2 separate regions of the Mus musculus genome follow, and region 1 is linked to region 2. A link is a contact called in public Hi-C data. All regions are on one chromosome and are shown on one strand. The core of a region is the stretch at or near the end of the contact, and the rest is flanking DNA. Distances in the headings are between cores, read along the strand shown. Region 1 overlaps Synpo2 (synaptopodin 2). Region 2 holds the start of Myoz2 (myozenin 2).

The links. Hi-C and Micro-C count contacts between places; a contact is called where the count stands out from the background.
Region 1: a contact with region 2 is called in a Hi-C map of myocytes, with 3 times the contacts expected there. The contact joins the enhancer-like site here to the promoter of Myoz2 in region 2. A contact is called at or near these places in 1 of 15 datasets of contacts at CTCF or cohesin (the NIH/3T3 cell line), 3 of 484 Hi-C or Micro-C datasets (the C2C12 cell line, cardiomyocytes and myocytes), 1 of 115 datasets of contacts at active chromatin or transcription factors (cardiomyocytes) and 2 of 9 other capture datasets (adipose tissue and liver).

What each region holds. Positions count from the first base shown.
Region 1 is chr3:123,150,565-123,153,264 of GRCm38.p6, reverse strand. The region is part of intron 1 of Synpo2 (synaptopodin 2); the gene reads left to right. Among named protein-coding and RNA genes, the nearest start is that of Synpo2, 84 kb to the left of the region's middle. Within about 2 kb of position 1,429, at least 13 of the 459 cell types and tissues checked have an H3K27ac peak or open chromatin away from gene starts, as enhancers often do. A contact at or near this core is called in myocytes, where this site is marked.
Region 2 is chr3:123,033,579-123,036,291 of GRCm38.p6, reverse strand. Myoz2 (myozenin 2) reads left to right here and starts at 1,305. Exons shown (of 6, transcript NM_021503.2): 1 at 1,305-1,472; 2 at 2,012-2,100. The coding sequence starts at 2,025.

The DNA of each region.
Region 1 (2,700 bases), core at 180-2,679, 120 kb before region 2:
GCCCTATCATCCAAGTTGGCGCTCCCAGGGGCCATTATGTCAATCAGCAAGTCAATCAATTAATCATCAAGAATTTACTGGATGCCAGTTAGACATCCAGAGGAGTCTTGTTTATCATCTGCTAGCTGCACTGGGCCCTGTGCAGGGCTGGGTTCTGTGTCCTTACATTATCCCTGATCTAGGATCTAATTCTGTATCATGCCGTCCATAGCTGGCCGCCCTCATGGTCATCCCAGGTTGCTGAGCTATATTTTACACGAACATCATTGTTTACTGCATAATTCTGTTGCCCGTAATAATGTGAAGAGAAGGGGGAGGTCAGCTGTTTAATCCTCCAAAGTGACTGGCCATGCAGCAGTCACTGACTCTACTAGATTCTCCTCGGACTGTTCATTAAATTAAAATTAGAAAGTCTAGAATGGTAAGAGAGATGGCTGAACATTTAAGAGCGCTGGCTGCTCTTGCGGAGGACCCGGGTTCAGTTCCCAGCATTCACCTGACTGCTCACAACCATCTGTCCACATTTCCAGCTCCAGGGGACCTGATGCCATCTTCCAGCCTCCACAGGCACCAGGCACATACATGGTGCACAAACAAACATGTGAGCAAAACATTTATAACACATCAAATAAATAAATCATCTTTATAATTAGAAATTCTACAGATGAGTATGTAACTTTATGAAGAAAGCTTCCTTCTTCCTACAATTCCATGTACACCCAAAGCCCCAGTTTTTATCCCAGAAGACATTTGGTTTTTAGAGTTTGGAGCCCCTTTACAGATTAGGATTAGTATTTAAATTGGGTACATCCAACCTGCAGCCCATGGGCAATATGCATCCCGTGGTAGCTACGCATGTGGCCCAACACATTTTGACCACAAAGTCAAAAGGTTGAATATTCCTGAACACCCCCAAATCCATGCCTTTCTGAAATCAGTCAGCTACCTGACACCTGCACACAGAATATATTTCCAATCTGTGCATCTTTCCCCTTAGTCTCCAACATTACATAGTGAAGTGTGATAGAAAACATACAACTTAGAAAGCCGCTTAAGACTTCTATCTGTTTATTTTTTATGGGTCAAGGTACATAAAGCAAAAATGGTCTCTTAAAATGTCAACTCAAATTAGAATTTCTGTGCCAAGAATGCCGTGTGCCTGTCCTTCTAGGGCACCCTGAGTACTCTGAACATTGAAGATTGCCAACAAGGGCTAGGCACCTCGACAACCCAGATAAGGTATGAATAGTTTAGACTGCCTCATTTCTGAGAGTTCATGAATCTTAAAAGTAGCCCCCCAAAACTTGACCCCACCATTGGCTGCACACTGATGGTACCCAAACTTTCTATGTGAAATGTCACTGGCTCCTTCCAAGTCTGAGACATGGTAACCACCATATGTGGTTATTTCTAATAATAGCAATGGTCTATGGTTTCATGTCTGACAGCTTCTGGGGTGCCTTTAGTATTGACTCATGCCACCTTGTATTGTGCAGAGCACAGTTCTCTGAGGAGACTTGGCACCCAGTTTTGCCCGCTTTTCTCTCCAGACTCCATTTCTAGCTGGTGGTGTACAAGGGCGTTCCTCTCCACCTTACCTCGACATTGAACAAACGCTCAGGCTGTGTGGGAGGAGCCAGAGAAAACCTTTTTTTTTCCATTTGATAATTGTATTGCTCTCTCTCAGCTTCCAAGAGCTCCCCCTACCAACACCTCTGAAAGGCCAGGAAGCAGCAGTGGATTGCTACTGTCCGTTTCTGGGTATTGCAAATGGGTCTCAGGTTCCACTCATAAAGTGAGAGCAACTTCGCTGAGTTATGCCAAGCCGAAGTCATTCGGATTTCTCAGCATCTGTGTGGCTGCTTCATGTGAAAATGCAAACAAATATAATCTCTAATGAGTTACTTGGATATTTATTGGAAGAAGTTTAAGAAGTTTAAATCGTGTTCGTGGGACAAATTAATATCTGTAGAATAAAAGATAATCTATGATTTTCTTCTAGGAGCAGGATAAAGTTTATTTTCTTTCATGGCATAGAATAGAATGTCCAAATAATGCCAGGTAGAACTTGCTTTTTATTTTTTAGAATTTTGCTTTGGTGAGAACCAGGCATACTGCTTTTAACTCTTCTTATTTCACTTGTTAAAATGGACAGGATCCAGGTCCATCCGATCTTTCTTCCTTCATTCATTTATTTATTCTTCCTGTGGGGTGTGTGTGTATGTGTGTGTGTGTGTATGTGTCTGTCTGTCTGTCTGTCTGTCTGTGTGTGTGTCTGTGTGTGTATGTATGTATGTACACCTTTCAAGAATCAGTTCTCTCTTCCTCTTGTTGCTGCATTACACAATAGCCTAGCTGGCTTGTGAGCTTCTGGTCACTTTTCCTGTCTCTAACTCCCACCCCAAACTAGGAATTCTGGGACTGAGTAAGTGTGTCACGACATCTGGCTTTTTATGTGAAATCTGGAGATTAAATTAGGTCGTCAGGTTCGGAGCCAAGCAAGGGCTTTTACCATCTGAGCCACTTGCCAGTCCGAGATCCATTTCCTTATTTAGCAGTGACTCACTTGAAGAGAAGAGGGTTTCTAAGACTATTTAGTTAGATTGCCATCTAAGCAGACACAGTCAGTGTGCGTGGAGACAGCGCATGTGGCCTCTCTCATCTCCCAACCTGGGCATGAGCTAGTGATAATACTCATCA
Region 2 (2,713 bases), core at 56-2,555:
CAGCCCTACCCAGAGTTCCTCACTCTGGATTAAGTTTTCTTGGGAGACAAACAAAAGTCCACCTCATTGTCGGTTGGCTGTTTCAGTGGGGGTTGAGTCTGTCCCTCACTCACATAGGATGTTCCTCTTGACTGGTTTCAAGACACTAAGAAAAATGCATGAGAGATCAGTCAGTGATGCAGTGTAATGTAAGCAGGATGGTTGGGGTAAGGTGTCATGAGGACTTAATACCAAGCCCTCGACATGCCACACTGTGAACTCTGAACCTGGAAGAAGTGAGCCAGGTGAATTGGGAAGTGTGTTCCAGAAAATAAGGAATCGTAAAAGGAAAATACCACACAGGATAGGAAAACTATGACCCTGTGATCAAAATCCAGCCAGGAAGCCAAGGTGGTTGACTCTGAGAACTTTTCCTGTTATAATTCCTTGAGGCAGAAGTCCTTCCTTCCCTCCAGACCTGGGAGAGGCTGGGCAACTTTGCAGAGGCAACTTCTATGGATGTCTTCCAAAGTATGATCCAGTTAGAAGCCTTGAGCTTCATGGCTTGGCCGATGTGAAACTCTCTTTATATTCCCATTCAAATATTACCTATTGTTAAAAGCTGCAACAATTCTCACCTTTGCTTACGGGCTGGCTCTGTTGACAAACTCATCACAGCCTTTGTTCGTGGTGAGGTACCATAGATATTGGCCATAATGTTCATTTTTAAAAAGGTTTTTTCTTCTCTCTCCCTACTACCCCCTTCCCCACCTCCCCTCCCTTTCTGCTAGGTCTCCCCCCTCCATGTGTGTGTGTGTGTGTGTGTGTGTGTGTGTGTGTGTGTCCATGCAGATACTGGAAGAGGCCAGAAAAACAATGTCTGATCCTCTGGAGCTGGAGTTACAGGCAGTTGTGAGCAACCATGTGGGTGACTGGGACTTGAACCCAGATCCCCTGAAAGATAGCAAGTGTTCTTAACCACTGGGCCATCTTTCCAGGGCCCCTACTGTTCATTTTTATTATGAATAATTTGTCATTTTGCTCTAATTAATATACATCTCTTATCCCCTCGACTAAGGTATGGGATAAGAACTACATCTTCAGAAAGTTTTTAAATCCATTTTGGCTGTGGTACTTTCCAACGGAAAGTGTTCAGTAAAAACATTCTTCAGGCCCAGTGAATGAATATTTCATTCAACTATCTCAGAGGCCAGAAATACAATAGAGAGAACCCAATGTGTCCCCGTCCCTCCCTTTCGCCAGGAAGATATGAGTAGCTAAAGTATTTGGTGCTATATATAGCCAGTTGATGTCAGCTGGATGCCAGTCTTCTCAGAAAGGCTCAGTCCCCTGTTTGAGTCAGATCGAGGGACCATGCCGTTCCAGGTTCAAGGATAAAACCCATTGGGCCCAAGTGCCGTCATATTCCACCTTCAGTGCCTTCCTCCACAATTGGGATTCACCCCTGCTGAAAAGCGCAGCCTGACAGCAAGGTGAGTGGACGGTTTCCTAAAATGTTTTATTAGTCAGTTGGCCCCAGAGGTTCAGAGTTATGTGACTCATAAAAGGATGGTAACCCTTTGCTGTAAAGGGTAGCTTTCAACGCTGACTTAAAATGTACCAAATAGTCTGGCTGAATGTGACCTCTTCCTCACTCTTAAGAGTTTGCTGGGAGTGATGTCTCCTGATGCTCGTGGGATGACAGCCAGGAGAGAAGCACTGTCAGATGAGAAATAACATGTAGGAAAGAGAGGGGAGAGCAAGGAGGCTGGCCCCCTCCCTGTTCCTCAATGCATAGTGGTCAATGTACTGGGTCATGTACAGAGGCTGGGTCGGAGACTGTCACCCTCTGCCCTGGGACATGAGCTGCTGATAGGCATGTGCAGTGTAGACAGACAAGCAGTCTATGTTGGCCTTTCAGTAAAAAAGCAGTAGCTGATTCGTACTAACGAAGGGAGATTTTCTCTTTCAGAAAGGATGATTGTAAAGAACCCTTCACACTGCCTCAATCATGTCCCCTTACTTTCAACAGGGAACAAAAAACTATGCTATCACATAGTGCCATGGTGAAGCAAAGGAAACAGCAAGCATCAGCCATCACGAAGGAAATCCATGGACATGGTACCACTAAAAGCTCTTCATCGTCTTAATGTAGCATGGCACGGATTTAGGTCCTTTCTGATGTTAATATTCTATAGTTTACTTCCTGTCTACCATAACAAACGTGAGACGCCTGGGGGGCTTGGGGGTGGTCGCTGTAGAGAAGCCTATGGCAATGCATCCCTTTGCAGCCATCCTTCCTCATCTGAAAGCTATTTTCAGATGAACAACTGCTGCAGAAGGAATGAAGCAAGCTGACAGCTGATGCTCACTCCCGGGCCCGCCTCTCACATTATCAGTGAACTTGATGCTTGTTAATTTTGTTTGCTTATAGACAATGGTCACACAGCCCTATCTTTTTTGTTCTTTCGTGATTACTTTTACTTTGTATTACTTAAAAAATTCAAAATACGTTCTACCAGCCTTTGAAATTTTTCAAAACAAACAACTGACTGCATAGAATTTCATGTTCAGTGTTTAACCCTGACACCAGCATTCACAATTAGCAATTGATTTACTAACATAGATTGCATGCAAAACCAACTTTATTAATACTTTCTGAAAATGAGTTTTTTTTGTGAAAACAACTTAATTTTAATATTTGACAGATGCAAGATATTATTTCAATAATAAA